Linked DNA regions of Mus musculus: regions 1, 2, 3, 5 and 6 are each linked to region 4. Evidence: chromatin contacts called from public promoter capture Hi-C data. All regions are on one chromosome and are shown on one strand. Each heading gives the region's core, a stretch centred on a gene start, on an enhancer-like site or on the middle of the called end of the contact. The rest is flanking DNA. Distances are from core to core; before and after follow the strand shown. Region 1 holds the start of Norad (non-coding RNA activated by DNA damage). Region 2 holds the start of Rab5if (RAB5 interacting factor). Region 3 holds the start of Epb41l1 (erythrocyte membrane protein band 4.1 like 1). Region 4 holds the start of Rprd1b (regulation of nuclear pre-mRNA domain containing 1B). Region 5 holds the start of Aar2 (AAR2 splicing factor homolog). Region 6 holds the start of Tgif2 (TGFB-induced factor homeobox 2).

Evidence for each region. Promoter capture Hi-C pulls out the DNA fragments that hold promoters and counts their contacts.
Region 1: a contact with region 4 is called in a promoter capture Hi-C map of liver, with 4 times the contacts expected there. The contact joins the promoter of Norad here to the promoter of Rprd1b in region 4. A contact is called at or near these places in 2 of 39 promoter capture datasets (both in liver).
Region 2: a promoter capture Hi-C map of liver shows a contact between it and region 4, with 2.9 times the contacts expected there. The contact joins the promoter of Rab5if here to the promoter of Rprd1b in region 4. A contact is called at or near these places in 2 of 39 promoter capture datasets (erythroid cells and liver).
Region 3: a contact with region 4 is called in a promoter capture Hi-C map of liver, with 2.4 times the contacts expected there. The contact joins the promoter of Epb41l1 here to the promoter of Rprd1b in region 4.
Region 5: a contact with region 4 is called in a promoter capture Hi-C map of liver, with 3 times the contacts expected there. The contact joins the promoter of Aar2 here to the promoter of Rprd1b in region 4.
Region 6: a contact with region 4 is called in a promoter capture Hi-C map of hippocampal neurons, with 2.3 times the contacts expected there. The contact joins the promoter of Tgif2 here to the promoter of Rprd1b in region 4. A contact is called at or near these places in 4 of 39 promoter capture datasets (hippocampal neurons, liver and pre-B cells).

Annotation. Positions count from the first base shown.
Region 1 is chr2:156,391,704-156,394,647 of GRCm38.p6, forward strand. It overlaps Norad (non-coding RNA activated by DNA damage), which reads right to left and starts at 1,276. Exons shown (of 1, transcript NR_024329.1): 1 at 1-1,276. The region is part of intron 2 of Gm14170 (a long non-coding RNA gene); the gene reads right to left.
Region 2 is chr2:156,861,605-156,864,640 of GRCm38.p6, forward strand. It overlaps Rab5if (RAB5 interacting factor), which reads left to right and starts at 1,518. Exons shown (of 4, transcript NM_026124.3): 1 at 1,518-1,813. The coding sequence starts at 1,700. It overlaps 5430405H02Rik (RIKEN cDNA 5430405H02 gene), which reads right to left and starts at 1,341. Exons shown (of 3, transcript NR_027914.1): 1 at 995-1,341.
Region 3 is chr2:156,419,618-156,422,548 of GRCm38.p6, forward strand. Epb41l1 (erythrocyte membrane protein band 4.1 like 1) reads left to right here and starts at 1,474. Exons shown (of 25, transcript NM_001368800.1): 1 at 1,474-1,682.
Region 4 is chr2:158,026,964-158,029,883 of GRCm38.p6, forward strand. It overlaps Rprd1b (regulation of nuclear pre-mRNA domain containing 1B), which reads left to right and starts at 1,534. Exons shown (of 7, transcript NM_001291134.1): 1 at 1,534-2,082. The coding sequence starts at 1,932. Tti1 (TELO2 interacting protein 1) reads right to left here and starts at 1,471. Exons shown (of 8, transcript NM_029282.2): 1 at 1,411-1,471.
Region 5 is chr2:156,545,751-156,548,852 of GRCm38.p6, forward strand. Aar2 (AAR2 splicing factor homolog) reads left to right here and starts at 1,826. Exons shown (of 4, transcript NM_026661.4): 1 at 1,826-2,133.
Region 6 is chr2:156,838,349-156,841,509 of GRCm38.p6, forward strand. It overlaps Tgif2 (TGFB-induced factor homeobox 2), which reads left to right and starts at 1,659. Exons shown (of 3, transcript NM_173396.3): 1 at 1,659-1,890. It overlaps LOC115486128, which reads right to left and starts at 2,900. Exons shown (of 5, transcript XM_030252280.1): 1 at 2,834-2,900; 2 at 1,368-2,651; 3 at 70-188. The coding sequence starts at 2,900. The coding sequence ends at 187.

The DNA.
Region 1 (2,944 bases), core at 26-2,525, 1.6 Mb before region 4:
ACAGTAGCTTAGAGCTCTGGATTTCCTTCTGGGAACCAGGGCACAAACACAATGCGGTCAACTCAGGAGAGGTTTGGCTTTTCTTCTCCAAACAATAATTCAAATGAATCCTAACAAAAAGGTATTTACAGCATGTTTACTACTTATAAAATATGGCAGGCACTTCAGAGCAGCTAGAAAGACATTACCCCCAAAACCTGGCATTTTCAAACACACTCAAATACACACACACAGGCACACACGCAAACATGGTGTGGGGGGTAAGAAATGAGGACTAAAATGCATACACAATACAATAGGATAAAAAAGAGAGACACGTCTTCTTCACACGACCAATCTGGCTCCGGGCCTCTTCTTCCTCCTGCTGGATCCTCTAAGGTACTGAACAAACAGGGACGAGTGTCGCTCCTGGGTCTTTCTAGAGGCGGCCTAAACAATTCCATTTCAAAATCACTTGCAGAAGACGTGTCCACGATCTTCTTTTTATGGCGACTGGGTATTCACGTCATCTCCTACCTCTCCTTTACCCTGCGTCGGCAATCTCTACAGTTAGACGTCCAGATTTAGCCAGAAGTCTAAAAAGGGTCGGGGGAAAGGTTGAGAGCAGCTTTTTCATATTATATACACAGGACTTCTACGGCGACAGCGTTTCCGAATGGCCGCCTGCGGTTGTCGCGTCTCGGCTTCTCTCGGGTGGAGGGAAGACCCGCGGCCCAAGAATCGATCGTTCCTCTCGCCGTGATTCGGGGCCCCGCTCACCTTCGTCCAGGCCCATCGAGGCCTCGGTTCATCCAGGTCTGCGTGCTCGGCCACGGGTGGGCCTCCCGTCCCGAGCCGGCGATGGCAGAGTGTTCTTGCTCAGACCCGCCGCCTTAGGCCGCAGAAGCCCCGAAGGCCCAGCCTTGGCCTTCAGGTGGATGCCATTCTTCCCGTCATGCCACGCTCGCCGCCACTTTCGAGGCGTCCTCGAAGGCCTGGCTGGGACTCCTCGGTGGGCCCGGCCCTGGAGAGAGGGCGCCGGTGGAGTCGGGGAGGCCGCCGCCATGCAGGCGCATCGTTGGCAGGGCAAGAGTCGCTGCGGAATGGCCGCGTGGCCTAGCCGGTGGCTGCCTCGAGGGCGAGGGCTCCTGGCGTCCGCAGAGTAGGGACCGAGGCTGCTCCCGGGCCCCTCGGGCTCACCCGGCGCGGGCCGAGGCCGTGAGGGGCCCGGGGCGAAGAAGGCCACACTCCCGAGCTCGCTGCGCTCTCTGCCGGAACTGACTTGGCAATTCTTCTCGCCCAGGCTGGAGCGGCACCGGAAGCCCGCAAAAACACCACCGGAGAGCTAACGTTTCCCCAACTGCAAGGTTCCGGCCGGGAGCGGGGGGGGGGGGGGGGGGGGGGAGCCTGGGGTTGGGGGCGGGGGTCTTTTTTTCTTTAAGTCTCTTTACATCTTTTGTAGAGACTAGAAGGCCAAGGGGAGAATAAAAGGCCAAAAGTGAAAAAGAAAAAAAGAAAAAGCCCACACTAGCAGTCCCAGCAATTTGTGATACATTATAAAAATAATTATAGGCAAACGCCTAAGGGCCTGAAGTACTACACTAGTCTCACTAGAAGTGGTGTTATAAACTAATTACCTAGTAAGATAGTGAACTGCTTGCCTCTTATCTACTCAAATACAACCCCATAGAATTTATTATTCCATGAGGCTAAGAAGGCAAATCGGACCCCTCCCCCCACATCACCCCTCTCACAGTTTCTGTCCACGGTGGTGTGTGTGTGTGTGCGTGTGTCTGTCTGTCTGCCTGCCTGTCTGTTTCTGTCTATCTGTGTCTGTGTAAAAGTTTTAGATGCCCTGGAACTGGAATTATAGACAGCTGAGCTGAGCCATCTCTCCAGTCCCCTGGAACAAAGTCTTGAAGGAGGCAAGGGATAACATAGTCTCACAGAGTGTGTGTAAAGAGCCTCCCTAACAGAAGAGAACAGCAAACAGTTAACAGGCTATGAAATGGACCACATAGGCCTTACCTGCTCCACAAAGAGCTAAGGCCAGGGAAGAGAGGAGGGTTGGATCTGGTCAATGAATACAAGACAGAAATGAGAGCCACTGAAGGGCTTTGAGATGTGCCATGAAAGTCAGCGGAATCAGGGACAAGGTCAGAGATGAGAGCCCTTACAGCAGATGGTGACGTATGGTATACAGTAGTTCTCCTGACCCTGGGTTCCCTTTTTCGTTTCAGCTACCCAGAGGTGAACTGCTTCCCAGAAACACTAAGTGGATAATTTCCCAAATAGTCACTGTGTACGTTTTACATTGCCCATAGTCCATGATGCCCCATACCATCCTTCCAGGATGTAATGTGTGCTGTTGTTTACTGCTTCCACTCACTGGTCAGTTAGTCACTCTCTCAGTTATCCGACTGACTATGATCAAACCACACAGCAAGTTCCAGGTTGGCCAAGGCTGTGTAATAAGCACTCTTCTGCCCCACAAAACATGCCAATGGCAACACTATCCTTGGGCCTGGAGAGATGGCTCAGCAGTTAGTGCTTGCTCTATCAGTGGACTAGAGTTTGGATCCCAGCACCTACATCAGGAAGCACAAGATGCCTGTAACTATAAGGAATCCAAAGCCCCTTTAGCTTCTGTTAAAACGCACACTCACATACGCACACGCACGAAAACACAAACACACATGTGGGCTGGAGAGATGGCTCAGCAGTTAAGAGCACTGTCTGTTCTTCCAAAGGTCTTGAGTTCAATCCCCAGCTACCACAGGGTGGCTCACAACCATCTATAAATGGGATCTGATGCCCTCTTCTGGCATACAGGTGTACATGCAGATAGAGCACTCATACATAAAATAAACAAATTTTTAAAAAAAGACAGAATAAAATGTCATAAAATCATTTTTTATTTAATTATGGTTCCAAAGTACAATGCTATAGTGGTTTTAGCAAATTG
Region 2 (3,036 bases), core at 268-2,767, 1.2 Mb before region 4:
TCCAAGCACCTGAATGACTGCGCCCAACTATCTGTAGGAGATATGTCGCCCTCTTAGGCAGCAGGCACACAAAGTGGTGCACACACAGACACACACACACACACACACACACTGCAGGCAAAACACCCATACTATGGAATGAAATAATTATTTTTAAAAAGAAAAGAACTCGGATTTAGAGTAAAATAAACCCAACTACTAACTCAATGATTCCAGGCAAATTACTTTGCCTTTATAAACTCACTGCATAAAAGTGATGTTCCGGGCTGGAGAGATGGCTCATAGATTAAGAACACTAGCTGCTCCTCCAGAGGTTCTAAGTTCAATTCCCAGCAACCACATGGTAGCTCATAACCATCTATAATGTGATCTGGTAACCTCTCTTCTGGCCTGCAGGCAAACATGCAGCCAGAACGATGTATACATAATAAACAATTCTTGGGGGGTTTTTCTTTTCTTTTGTTTTTTAGTGATATCCCTTAGCATAGCACATCCTGTGTGGCACCATCTGGAGGATGGGACTGATTTTGCTCATTTGTCTGTTTGAGGCAGCATCTCTCACTCTGTATGCTAGACCAGCTTCGCTGTGTAACCCAGGTCAGACGGGGCACGGGATCTTGGAATGTAGCCAGGCCAGCCTAACATTCCTCCCCGGGTTTGGACTGCAGACGAGTCACAGTGTACACCACAACGTGTCTTTGTACAAGTTCGCAGGGGGTGCTGCTCCTTCTGTCCTTTCAAAACACATCCTGGGAAGTGCTAACAACACACAGTGAGGACGGGGTAGCTAGCCCGACACCTACTACTTTTCTATTCCCCCTAGTGGGGTTCTCCCCTGGTTTCAACTTGCCTCATCCTTAGGAAAGAATTTCTCTCTTGGGATCTCAGCTTCACATTCGGATCTCAGAAGAGAACGCTGAGCAAGAGGAGACGTTAGGGTTCACAGAATTGTTTTTTTTCCCGTTGAGACAGGTTGTCGTGACCGGGGACTTACCATCCTCCAGCAGGTAGACAGGCTTGCACCATCGCCAGGCGAGGGAACTTTGGTTTGGTTTTTGTTTTTGTTTTGTTTTCCATAGTCATGAACAAAGTCGTGAATAACGTGTAGGTTTAGGAGAGAACGCACAGAAGGTAACTCCAGTGGGGCAGCCCAGGGCTTCCGGGGACCAAGGACCCGGCTCGGGAGGCGGAGCAGGATGCAAGGCCACTTCTTCTTTGTGTCGCTCCGGGGGACGAGCCGCGGCTCAGCCGGCAAGGAAACGTACAATCTCGGCTTTCCTCGGAGGGGCTGTGCCTCAGTCTTCACAGCGCCTCCTCGCGCACAGATCGCCTCCGGGCCGCACTTGTCCCTTCTCGCTCACCGTCCCCTGGCGTCCGCCGGAAGCTTCTGTCACTTCCGCCCACCGGAGGGGACGCTCGCGTCGAGGCGTCGCCGAGCTTCGGAGCCGACCGCCGCGTGGCCGCCGATTGGCTGCGTGCGCACGTCATCAGGGCCCCGCCCCTCCCTCGGCGGCGCCTGCTCCGTGGAGCTTAGCGAGCCGGCCGCTGGGCAGAGCGAGCAGAGCCTCGGCGGGCCACTGTCCCTCGCTGCCCGGACTACCGCTGCCGCCCCGCGCGCCGAGTCCCGCGGTCCCAGACCCCGACTCCCTTCGGCTTGGCCCGCGCGCCCCACGCCCGGCTCGGGCGGCGCGACGGGAGGATGAGCGGCGGGCGGCGGAAGGAGGAGCCGCCTCAGCCGCAGCTGGCCAACGGGGCCCTCAAGGTGTCCGTGTGGAGCAAGGTGCTGCGGAGCGACGCGGCCTGGGACGACAAGGTGCAGAAGGCCCGGCGAGGGAGGACGGGCCCGGGTCTCCCTCGCCCCGGCCAATCGGCCGGGCGCGGCCATGGGAGCAGGGAGCGGGGTGCCAAGGGGGCCGGCGCGTAGTGGAGCGAGCGGAGCCCCTGCTATCCCCCGCCGTTTGCTCCGCAGGATCCGGAGTAGTTAGCGCTTCTGAAGACTGCGCACGTGCCGGGTGCGGAATCCCTGAAGTGCGTTTACTTTGCACATTGCGAGGGGTGGCTCTGTCCTTGCTCGCTTAGATGAGAAAGAAGACATGCCCTGTGAGCTTTAAGATTCGAGAGCCGGTTCTAAGACCACCTTAAGAGGGTGTGAGTTAGTAAGAAAGTCGCTAGACATGGGTTAGAAGAGGTTGGGGACTTAAAGATGCACTCGCTGGTCATCTCCAGAGGATCTGAGCCTGGACGCCTCCTATCATTGCTCCATTCTGTGATCTTCAAGCCTGTCACCATTCAGCCCGATTCTAGATGGTTTGAAAAGAATGCTATATTTGGACTCCTTCCGTTGTTTGGACTGTTGAAATTGGGCTTCCCTCCCTTCAGTTCCGCCATGGAGGGGGGGAGTACTTCCTGAAGGTGCCCTTGGCCTGCCCCCAGCCCTGCCCAGCTCTTGCAAAACCTGTCGTCTTTGTGAACTGCTGTGTCATATTTTTTATCTTCCCCGGTCCAAGGACTGGTGTCTGGAGTCCAGGGCAGTTCACAAACCTGAGTGCTCTTTGTTGGGTGAAACTTAGATGAGCTGGCACAGGCCTAAGCACACACTTCTCCACCACCACACTTTCCTAACTCTGGCTTTCTCAAAAGTCGCTGTACAGGAAGGGTGGGAACTGAAGTTAATAGTTTTTCTTCCTGGAGACTCTCTAGAACTTAGCTGGCCAGCCAAGGGTTATCTGTGGCCAGGAGCACAGTGCCCATTGTCACTTCAAAACAAACTTCTATTTACGCAGCTTCTTTTAAAGAAGTAACGACTTCTCTAAAATATGGTAGAGAACAGGCTCTGGAATTAGTCACTTAATAGTCTAAATATATTGTTTCCCATCACACTTTAGTAGAAGGAATGACAGAAGAACCACATATGGAGCAAGGTGGTGGTGGTAGTGCACTGGGAGGCAGAGGTCGGGGAATCCCTGAGTTGCAGGCCAGCCTGGTCTACAGAGTGAATTCCAAGACAGCCAGAGCTACACAGAGAAACCCTGCCTC
Region 3 (2,931 bases), core at 224-2,723, 1.6 Mb before region 4:
TGCTCACGGCTACCGTCTGTTGCAACTGTACAGATGAAATGAGACATGGAAGTATTTCTTCCATGCAGTGGAGCGGCTGAGTGAGCACTGCTGAGTCCTGTCTTAGGTAGGGCCTTGGTTTCCTTAGTTTTGTCCTCTCAGTTTATCAATGTCCCTGGAGGTCCAAACCAGGCCTCCCCTTCTGGATTTATCTATTCAGCTGTTTGATTCCAATCTGCTCTTAGCATCCTGTAGCAGAGTGGTGGGGGTGGGGAGGAGGAGATGGGACCGCAGTGAAGAACCAGAATTACTGGCCTAGCCTTTGATTCTGTGCTACCTGGGGCAGACTCAGGTGGATCCCAGCTACCACTTAAGATAAGGTAAGGTCACAAGAGGTGAAGGTGTTTACATTTTGGAGTCATTTGCCTAGGTTGTTACCCATGCAGAGGCCTCTAATAAAACCCGGTAAGTTCTTACATTTACTTCTTCCTTTTCTTCCCTTCAAAGTCTAACAAAGGAGGCTTGGTATTCCTGGCCTTCTGAGGTCTGGCCCTTGCTCTGGGAACCCAAGCTCAGTTTCTTCAGCTAACCCCATAGACGCCCTACCTTCTATGGATACTATTCTAGGTTCACTGTTTTCGTTACTTTGTCCTTTTCCTATGCTTAGCTTTACGTGTGTGTTCAAAGCAGTACCTTCCGGCAGGAGCCTGTAAGGTCCAGGGCGGATATAATCATAATTCAGAGAAACGCTTGACTTTGGGCATGCTTGGGCCTGTGGGTCCCCAGGGTCTTGGGACCAGGGGCTCGGCCCTTGCTTCCAAAGAGTGCCAAAGGACTGCCACCTCAGACTGGTTGGAAAGAGCTGCGTGGTCCTCCACAGCTCCGCAGCTTAGGCCGCCCGAACAATAGGAGGGAGGCTGAAGGGTAGTGGGCGTCGGCCAGGTCCCTGCTGGAGGGAGTGGAGGCCAGTGGTGCTGCTGGTCCCCCAGGTTAGCCCAGGCTACCGGCCTGAACGCCAAGCTCTCAGTCAAAGGCGAGGTGAAGCAGACTTGGTGCCGGTGGCGACTCTCTAGGAGGTGGAGTAAGGCCGAGCCCACGGGGCTGGGACCTGGAGGGAGAGGAGGCTCCGTGGAGAGTCTCGTCTTCGTGGTCCCGCTGCTCGCCTCGGCCTCTGAGCTCTGCCTAGGCTCTGGTGGGCGTCTGTCCCACGTGGGGGAAGCCAGCGGCGCGGGCTCGCGGGGCGCACACCCCTCCGAGTTCCCCTCCCTGGGATCGGACGCGCCTGCTCCTGGGCAGCTCGGCTCTTGGGGCCAGTGGGTCGCGCTCGCTACTCGCACACCCTTCGGACGCTGCCTGGCCCGGATCGCCGCCGCCTCCTCCCAGGGAGCTGGCGGGGCGGGGCAGAGGGGGAGAGGGGGTGTGCGGAGCGGGCGGGGAGGGGGCTGAGCGCCGTGGGAGGGAGCGAACGAGCGAGCGAGCGAGAGAGCGAGCGGGGCATTTCTGCGCAGCTCCGGAGCGTCTTGGAGCCTGCCTGGGCGGCCACTGGACGAAGGGACTCAGAGACAGACAGACAGACGGCTCCCGGAAGCCGCGCCGCCGCCGCCAGGTTAGCAGGGCGCGGAGACCGAGCAGGCTGTTGCTACGTCCCGAGCTCGCGTGCTGGAGGACGTGCGTGGCCGAAGCTACGATTCGTGTCTTTGCGGGTACGTGTCGGGGTCCACATCTCCGGGTGTGCGTTTAATGTGAACGCGCGTGTGTCTGTGGGTCGGTGCAAGTGGTGTGTACGTGCGTGTGCATCTGAGTAAGGGGCTGGGTGGTGTACTAATCTGGTAAGGGTCTGTGTGCCCTGGTTTGCTTATCCGGAGATGTGCCTAGAGAGGGTGTGTCCCAATGTGTAACAGTGTGTACATCTGGATGAGGCAGTGTGCCTATGCTGATGATGGCTTCGCTTGTGGCTGAAGCCTATGGCGGGTGTATGTGAGTGTTCGTGTGTGTGTGTTTCGCTGTGTGCACGCCAGTGTGACTCCCCGTGTGTGTGCGCGTGTGAGGGCGGGTGTGCACCCGCGTAGCCCCTGTGTGCGTGTGCTCGGCTTTGTCTCCGCACTGCCGGGAGGAAGGGGGTGGGGGCGGCAGCCGAGGCGCTGGCGTCGCCCGGAGCCCGGCACTGGCCGAGGAAGTGGGTAGCAGCAGCGGCGGGGGCGTCTTAGCTGAGTGGAGACTCCCTGCTGGCAGGTGGGCAGCCACACCCGGGGTACGGGAGAGCCCTACTGCCAGTGGAGCCTGGCTCCCAGCTGAGCTGAAGCAGAGGGCGTGGCCTGCTCAAATCCCGGGTGTGTGTTTGTGAGGGGTGGGGTGGGGGATTAGGTGTGAAGAGGGTGTGTCTGTGCGCAGGCATGGGTGTGGGTAGAAGCAACAGAGGCCCCTCAGCGGGGTTCTGTGATATGTTTCCTTGCTGTGTAACGACCATCACCCTGGCCAGCTACAGCCCAGCCTGGTTAGGTACCCTCCACCCTCACCCTGGACACTGTTCGGAAGGGCAGCAGCCTAGGTACCCTACAAAGACTAGTAAAACTGATCACTATCTTAAATGGCCAGCGCCCCACTCCAAGGAATCCCCTCTCAGAAGGTCTTCATACTTTGAGAGAGATGTGTTTCTGTATCTCTTCCCCCATGTTTTGGGCACTGCATGCATGTCTAGTCTGGGTGAGTGTGTGCATTCTCCCTGTATATTTCTTGTGCATTTAGGTGCATTTGTACATTTTACTGATGAAGAATAAACAAAATATCTCTGGATGTATATGTGCATTTGTTTTGATAAGTTCTGGTATATCTGGTTTGTTTTTTTTTTTTATGAGTGTGTAAGCTGTTTGTGTATTGGCGAGCCAGGATGGGGACAGTAAGAGAAGTGCCATTTTGCTGCTAACTGGAACAGAATAGAAAGCCCCCTATATT
Region 4 (2,920 bases), core at 284-2,783:
TGCTCAGAAATTATTCACTGAATGAAGGAACCTTTGGCTAATATGTGAGGAATTTGGGATCAGGTGATTTGACTGAGTCAGGCCTTGACTGAATTCTAGTTTTGCCATTTCCTGGCTATGCCCAAGCAGCTCTGGACAGGTAACTCACTCGAATCTCATGTGTTCTCATTATCAAATGGTGATAGCAATCCCCGTGCCAGAGCACTGTTGTTAAGGACTGACATTTAAAATAGTAACATCTGGATACATAGACTTAGTACAAAGGGTACTCAGAACATGAGTTACTCAGTACTCAGCAACTATTTAGATGAGGTCTCAAAAGCCCGAGCTTTTTTGTAAGGTGGGGTCTTAAAAGCTGGTCTGGAATTTACTGCACAGACCAAGCTGGCCTGGAACCCTCAGGAGAACCACCTGCCTCTGCCTCCCTATATCATTATAAGGTGTTGACTTGTGCGTTAATTCAATCAGCTATGAATTCAGCTTTGATTCCAGATGCTGGGACACACTTAGATACACTCTCTTCATTCAGATCTTAGCTCTGTGAGCTTGAAACTTATGTGATCACCACACCTCTGTAACCTGTTTCCTCAGTTGTTAAACCGTGAGACGATAACACTTACCTCATAGCTTTGAAAAGTGTCTAGCACATAGAAACTTCTCAACTACACTAGCTATGATCATGATGCACTCCAGGTGAAGAAGGGTCAAAGCATGTATATTAGGGACAGAGAAGTTAAGAAAACCAGGCATCAACTATAGGAATGTCTTTTAGGCTGGGAGGGGACTCACATCTAATAAGTTCAACAACGTCAGGGAGTTGTAGGTATGTGTGTTGGGGGGGGGGTGCACGCACAGAGGACGTCAGGTGTCCCGCTCAATCACTCTCCAGCTTATTCTTTTGAGACTGAGTCTTTCACTGAACCTGGAGTTAAGCAGGCATCTAGCAAGCTCCGGCGATCTTCCTGTCTCAGCCCCAGAACACTGAAGTTACAGACCTGGCCCACCAACTTGGGCTTTTTAATGATGGGAACACAAATCCTCATTCTTGCATAGCAAGCACTTGGAGCCATCACACCCCTCCAAAAAAAAAGTTGTGTGTGTGTGGGGCCAGACTCAGTAGAGGTCAGTAGACGGCGCAGTTCCACCAGGTGAGAAAAGGGGTATCACTTCGGAAGTCAGAACAGGAACCAAAGTGGGGAGCCCTGCCAAGAGTTCGTGTCTTTAAAGGAACTAGAGGAGCGCTGGGGAGAGGGGCCCAGGCACGGAGGGAGGTGTGGCCTAGGCCAGCCACCAAAGCGACGCGGCCCTTCCCACACCCAGCTCCCGCGCTTCCTGCCTCAGTGTGTCCTAAGGATTCGTTTCTGGACGCTCCTAAGCGGCTGGGCTCCCTTACACTCCCGCCACTCTTACCTCGTCTTCCAGTCTTTCCCTCACTCTCCCGCCTCCTGCACCCTAGGCGGAAATGACGACTAAGTAGTGCGTCGCGCCGCGCCAGAAAGGTTCTGCGGAGCGGGAAAAAGGGTTCCGGTGAGGCTCACTGCGCCGGCGCGCGGGCGCGAGCGGTTAAAGCGCATTTTCGGTGTTCGAGGACCTGGATTTGTTCCCTCGGCCTGGCCGGCTAGAAGTCAGGGACCAAGGATACTGCCGCCTCCTAAGGATCGTTTTCCTCCGGCTCCGAAGCCTCTCGGCGCCCGGCTGTGGCCCTTGCCCTTTGACCCCCGTGGCGGCGGGGTGAGAGGTCGGGTGGCCATCTTGTGGCGGCGGCGCGGGCGGCTGTTACTGCGGAGACCTGTCCCCTCCCCCCACCTGGTACCCCGAGCTGTCTGTCAGTCGGCGGAGAGCCCTGCAGCCTGTCAGCGGAGGCCTGGGCCGAGTGCGGTCGCTTTCCCCGTCTCATCGGGCGGCCCGGGCTGCTCCCCACCACCGCCACCATGTCCTCCTTCTCAGAATCGGCGCTGGAAAAGAAGCTCTCAGAGCTGAGCAACTCTCAGCAGAGCGTGCAGACCCTCTCCCTGTGGCTCATCCACCACCGCAAGCACGCAGGACCCATCGTCTCCGTGTGGCACCGCGAGCTCCGCAAAGGTGATCACCCGCACCCCGGCTCTCCCATGGCTGTGTTCCCTCATCCACTCTCCCGCAGCCCTGTGGCTTCTTAAGCCTTGTTTTGCAGGCCTGGGGCTCTGATGGAGGGTCTGAGGTTGGAAACGGTGTTATTTTATGACTTGGAGAGGGAAACTGAGGCCCGGTAAGGTATGGGAGATTCGTCTGAAGTTCCAAGGGCGCAAATGCCCAGACTTGAAGTTACTCAGCTCCTTCCCTCATCAGGCTTCCCCCTCACACCTTACGACAGTTGTTTTTGTTTTTGTTTTAAATCGTGGCTGTGTTTGGAGCTGGGAGCCCCGTGTTGGGCAATTGGAATACGATCCAGCCGTCTCTGGTCAGACTGCCCACATTAAGACCTGGTGCAAACGTGTTCTAGCTAAGTGATCCTGGGAACGTTTCTTCATATCCTTGTGCCGGTGTATTCTAATCTGTAAAACGGATACAAACTTACCTGTACTTCCAAAGCCTTGACTCCGTGTTAGTTACTATCCATAGACTTGAGAACAGGATGGTAAATTGGGTAGCCTTCTGCCCTTGCCACTAAATTCAGACTCTCACGATATTCCCCGAGCGCTACCTGTTTCTTGCCAGGCCCGGTGTTGGATGCAAGTTGTTTCTGGCTACTGTCTGGAAGTTAAGTCTATCTGTCACTGAACCCAACAGTTTAACCTCTATGTCCTTTATTCCTTATATAGAAAATGGAGATGATGGTAGTTTATGTTATTGTGGCTTTATTATGTGCTGCTATCTTTATGCGGGTTGCTTTTGTTTTTGCTTTGGGACAGAACCTTTAGCCTTTACAGGTCTGGATCTCCCT
Region 5 (3,102 bases), core at 576-3,075, 1.5 Mb before region 4:
TGTTTGTTTGTTTGTTTGTACTCTTGGGGTTTGTGGTGCCTCTGTGAAGCTCAGTTTCCTCTTTTGTAAATTGAGAATCCTAATTGCCAAGTCTTTATCCCTATACTTGGTCATTCTTCTCCCAGAATTGTAGCACCAGTAAAAAGATGGAGGACATATCTATCAGCAAGGGATAGGAACAGAGATGGGAGATTAAACTCAGATCAAGCCCTTTACCAACCCGGGCTTATAGATATGCAGGTATGATGCAATCAATCAATAGCCAGTAAAGGGGGCAGAGGGACTCCCGTCCTTTCTGGGAATAGCAAGGCTTTTCCAGGAATTTGGGCATGCTTTTATGGTTTCTCTCCATTGACAACCATCAGTGCTGTAGGAAGGCCACTTAAGAGGCAGGTGGGCAATAGTGAAGTTGGAGGTTATTTGTCTTCTGCTCTGTCAGCCATTGTAGCTACAGCCAGTCTTGGTAAAGTCACCCGAAGAAGAGACTGAAGGCCTTTGAGAATCCTGCCTTTATAGATAAACAAGCTTACAATCAGGTCGGGAAAGTTGGCAGTACAAGATTAGAGGAGGGTCACATCTTGGCTATGGTTAGTGAGGAGATTAGAAGTAGTATCTATGTATCTCCCAGTAGCTCTGGCTCATGGTGGAGTTCTGATGTACAGAACCACTGAGCACAAGGTTAGTGTACTGGCTCTTCCTGGTTGTCAACTTGACTATATCCGGAATGAACTACAATCCAGAATTGGTAGGCTCACAGTGACCCTAATCTGGAGGCTGGGAGATGCAAGTGTCTGACCTGGATAATGGCATGGAAATCTTGAGGCATAGTGGTTATGAATCCGAGAAGATTAAGACAGGGGAGATCTCTGAGTTTAAAGTCATGTGGGACAAAGCAAGTTCCAGATCCAGGTGTGATGGCACACACCTTTAATCTGGGCACACACTTTCTGCTGGAGACCTACATAAGGACATTGGAAGAAGGAAGATTCTCTCTCTCTCTTGTTCACCTGCTTGCCTTGTGGGACTGAGCAACTGCTAGATCCTTGGATTTCCATTCACAGCTGCTGCTCACCATTGTTGGAGAGCTGGACTACAGACTGTAAGTCATCAACAAATTCCCTTACTATATAGAGACTACCCATAAGTTTTGTGACTCTAGAGAACCCTGACTAATACAGCAAGGCCTATGGATAGTCATTTACTATACACATCATTTGATTTGTTATTAAATACACAGTACATTTATGAGGGCTATGTGCTAGGTTCTAAGGAAATAGAGAAGAAAAAGACAGTCAGGTTTCCTCACTCAGTGCACATTTATAGCTTGACTGCTGTATTCTGTAAGGCCTGGAAAACACTGGGTGGTCATTTCCAGAGGAACTGCTGTGTTTGCGTTTGAAGGGACTGGTTCTCCCTTCAGGCAACAGCCTTGGTTCTGAAACTAGGGATGAATGTGTCTGGAAGCCGGGACTTGGAGATAATAGGGAACTTTTGACATGGTGACCGGCATAGGAAATGTGGCTAAAGAGGACCAACCATGACTGAGCCAGTCTGTGGCTACTGTGTGCCAACACCTGAACCATGCTTTGGCCAGCCCGTGTCTGCTTGAGACCAAAAGGACTGTGGATGGTGAGTATGTTTCTGGACGGGGATATAAAGTGGATAGTTTAATTAAAGTCGTTATTTATAATTCGGGAAGTAAAACGAAACAGTAAGAAGAAAATGAAGTGCTTATCGTGAGGAACCTGGAAGCACGGGCCATTTCTTCTGAGACTCGGGGCTCCGCCGGACTACTTTTTCCGTAGCACCTATCCGGCACCAAAGCAGCCGAACTTCCGTCCCGTTTCCGCGGAACCGGAGCTTGAGGTGCTACGGTGAGTGTCGGCCCTCGGTGCGCCTTTCGGCCTCCGGTTTCCTTGTGTGTGGTCGGGCCACCTCGCTTCTTGTCTCAGAATCGCGCTGGCGGAGTCTGGCTTTGTGAGCTGGTGTCTGAGGAGGCCTTTCTTCCTGAGAACCCGTCCCTGAGGACACCGTGGTCAGGGTCTCTGGGGCTCCCGAAGGAACTTCCCCCCACACCCCTTTAACTGTAACCAGAGAACGAGACTCACTCGAGCTGGATCTGCGTGGCTTCCGGTAAGTCACCTACCCGGCTTCCTGGCTTTATTTAAAGTGCATATTATCGTAAGTTAAAAAAAAAAAATTAAGCTTCGTGTGTATGCTAGGCATCAGGGACTCGAGTCTTGTGGGCATGACAGTCTTCAACCAAGTACACAAAGTTACACACCTGTCCCTGGAACTGAACGGCAACAGGGTAGCCAGAGTGTCATCACCAACATTTGACTTAGTCCCGGGTCGAGGAGGCTTTACTAAGATTAAAAAAAGAAAAATAATTGTGTGACCAAGTGCTATGGGTAGAGTTTTCTCTGGTGTGAGGGTAAGAAAGAAGCCAGTGTGGTTAGAACAATCCTTCGGATTGGGGTGGTATTAAATTAGCTGAAGAGTTGCCCAGGGAAATTCATGCAGCGTTTTCGGGCCATTCCCTAAAGCCAGATAGAGAACGCATTGAGGACCAAGTACTCTCCACTCTTGGAAGGCGGTGAATACGCTGAGGAGTTGTCTCTGTATTGCAGGCTTGTGAAGAGTATTCGTTTGTGTTTCAGACTTTTTTTTTTTTTTACTGTGAACTACAGTCACAAGACTTTTATGCTGTGATCACATGTATATACAAGCACATGTCTTCTTGGAACCATTCCTATCCTTGTTACTTGTGGCATTCCAATAGCTTAAAAGTTCTCTTCTTGGTGCTGGAGAGATGACTTGGTGGTTAAGAGACTTGTCTGCTCTTCCAGGGGACCTGGACTCAGTTCCTAAGGGCGCCATGGTGCTAAACCCACCTCTAACTCCAGTGTCAGGGAATTCAGCATCCTCTTCTGGCTTCTGTGTAACTTTTCTCATTATTTCAGATAGCTTTCTGTCTAAAAATGATTTCCTTCCTTCTTTCTTTCTTTCTTTCTTTCGTTTTGTTTTGTTTTGTTTTTTCGAGACAGGGTTTCCCTGTGTAGCCCTGACTGTCCTGGAACTCACTTTGTAGACCAGGCTGGG
Region 6 (3,161 bases), core at 409-2,908, 1.2 Mb before region 4:
CCAGCCTGACACAGAGCCCCCCTCACCCCAACCCTGGATCCTGCCAAGCGGGTCAGGGAGACTCCAGACCTGTCACCCAGCATTCAGTCCGCTCTGCTGCTGGCCATGGGGAGGAACGCGTCACTCATGTGAGCAGGCCTGGGGTCACTGGTGGAATCCGTGGGCTTGTGACTGCCCACCAGAGGCTCCTGTCACAAAGAAAAGACACCTGCTGCACACGCCTGGATCGTATGAGATCCAGGGCACATCTCCAGATTCACTGGGCTATCCCTCTATTTTCCCTCCATGTCACACCTATATGACAGTCCCTGCTTTTTGCCAAGACCTAATTGGTTTTTACTTTTCTTACCTAAGATTTCCCATCTCCTTCATTCTTTCAAAGGTCTGTGGCTGGAATATGACTTGGCTAAGAAATTGCTTGTGACCAACTCTCTGAGACTTGGTGTCACCATCAGTAAAAAAGAGGGTTCTGGGCAATGTTTTTGATTTTGGATGGCCATCTTGGTTTCAAGGATTTCCAGGCAAGTCCGGCTTCTATGAAACCCACCTTAAGATGCTTTTAATCGGCATCCTGACTGGCTTAGGGCCTTCTGGTAGGAAAACTTAACTTTGGTTGCCAAAGTTTTTGTGACTACAGTACAACGAAAAACAAAAGCTTGAGTCTGCTGCAGCAATGACAGCTGTTGTCTCTGTCACTTAGCTGCAGCAGGTGCGCCACTCTTAAGTCTGACCCAAGACCCAAACTCAACAGTAAAATGATTAGAAGATAACAGCATTAAAAAAAATAACAATCAGGGAAGACTGTTCGGATGCTGTTGGTTCTGGCACGTGGGTCTCAGGTTTCTGGGCCTATATGATCACAAACCCAGAAAAGGCCTGTTAGCTGGAGTTAGGCTATGCCACACTTATGCAGATAGCAAGAGACAGACAAACAGTCAGGGAACTTGGACGCAAGGAAAACTTGAGGTAAAATGACCCTAGCCTGGACCGCTGGAAGCGCCTAGCCTCACCCTCTCCAACTGGGGTTAGCCACCAAGGGAAAGGCTCGGCTCTATCATCAGACCCACCTGGCCAAAGGACACTGGCACACGTGGTAAGGCAGGGACCAGCGAGTAAATGCGGCCACCTCCAAATTGCGACACGGTGCCTGCCTCACTCACGCTCCTGGGGTGCAGCCTGTACTCACCCCTGGCCGACCATCTGCGCTAGGCTTGGGGTTTTATCCCAAGTGGTCTTCGCCGCGCCGTTTGCCTTATGAGCGGACAAAACAACTGGTCCTTTAGCACCTGGGAGTTACTCTGAGCCGACTGAGCCTCAGTTTCCCCATCCCCACAAGGGCAAGCTCCCAGAGGAGGAGGCGAACTTACAAAGGTACGGGGACTGGCACCCTTTGTGCCTGGTAGTGCCCCCACCCCCATGGAGGAGCACACAGTAGGCGCTCCGGAAACACTCTCTGAAAGGAGGAGCGGGCCACTTCCTGCCCTGGAGCTGACTCCGGGAGCCCTGGTCCCACCGCTCCGCCCCGGGCCCCGGCCATGCGGCATTCCTAAGGTGGGTGGGCGCAGGAAGGAGGTGCCGCGGGCCCGCCCCCTCCGACGCGTGGGCGGGGCGAAGCCCCCTGGCTCTGCGGGCCCGCCCCCGAGGGTGGGCGTAGCTGGCCACGCTCTGCACAAAGTTTGTTTCTGCCTCGGGGCGGTGGGGGAGGGTGCGGCAGGCGGGATGGGAGGAGAGGGGATCTGACGTCAGGTCGCGAGGTGCTTTCCAGCCGCGAGCTGTCAGGCGGGTGTCAGACCCGGCAGGTACGCGGCGCGTTCCCCCGGTGCCCCCCGCCCCGGCCGGGTGGTCCCACACCCCACCGAGGCCGCGTGGGCCGGAAAGCCGCCAGGGAAGGTGAGTGCGGGGCGCCGAGGGGCTGGAGACGCGGGAGGAGGCGCGCGGACAACTTGGAAAGTTTCTTGGGGCGACGGGGCGGGGGAGGGGGCGTCGTCCCGGCGCGTGCGACAGTGGGTGTGTGAGCCCCGGGGGTGTGTGTGAGTCGGGACCGCGGAACGCTGGCGCGGAATGCCGGGGTTGGCGGGGGGGGCGCTGTTCGGGGTCCTTGAGGGAGGGCTCGGCTCCCAAAGCTCCCAAAGCTCCTCTGGGAGAGGGCAGCCGGTGCCCTGCAGCGGGGTGAGCGCGCGGGGAGCGGGTTTGTTTGGTTTCAAAAGTGCACGTTGCTAACCGCCGGCAGCCCCCCCCCCTCCCGCACGGCGACAGAGCGGGACCGGGGGCCGCCGAGTGACAGCTGGAGGTGGGGGCCGCGGGCGGGGCTCCGACGGAGAGGGCTTGGGAGCCCGCGCGAGTTCCCCTTTCCTTTGGAACAAAGGAAAGTCTGTCTCCGAGGCATCTGTCACTCCCAGGCGGGCCAAGGCTGTGGGGCGCGTGGGGCTGGCGACGCGGAGAAAGTTTGTGCGCGCCGGGACCCCGGGACCAGGCGAAGGGCAGCCGAGCGTCTTGCGGGGGCTGTGCGCGTCCCCGATGTAGGGGGGGCGGCCAACATGGAGTCCAGGCGCAGAGTTGGGGGGGGGGGGCGGCGCGGAGGTTGGAGCCCAGCCCCCTCTTTTCCCCTCCCCCTCCGGGCCGAGTTCGGAGCACAAAGCCGAGCGCGCACGCTCCGGCGGCCCCGCGCCCCAAGAGTCACCCTGCGCGGAGTACCAGGGAACGGGCTGGGAACTAAACTTTTTCCTGTCCCAAAATGGACACGTGAGTTTTTTTTTTTTCCTTGCAAAGTCGTCCCCCCCCCCCAACCCCCAAGCGCCGGGTGGCGGACCGACAGGGGAGCTGTTGCTCGCACCGTGACTCTGGTGGGGGACAGTTGAGTGAGGGTGCCTTGAGCGCCGGCGGATTCGTCGGCGCCCCATGAGCCATGTGCTCCGTTGCGTCTGGGCCGCGGGGGAGGCTGCGCGCTTTGTGTGAACTGCTGGGAACTCCAGCCTCAGTGTGCGGCCCGGGGGATTGTATCTGGAGCTGGGCGAGTTGTCAGAAAGTTCCTGTGGGAGTGGCTGCAGATGGTGTTGTGGGAGTGTGTAGGAGATTGATGGGGTGCAGTGTCCAAGGGGTGCCTCCAATAACCCAGTTGTATAAAAAACTGATGGATGGCCGGTGTGGTGACGTGCGTGCTC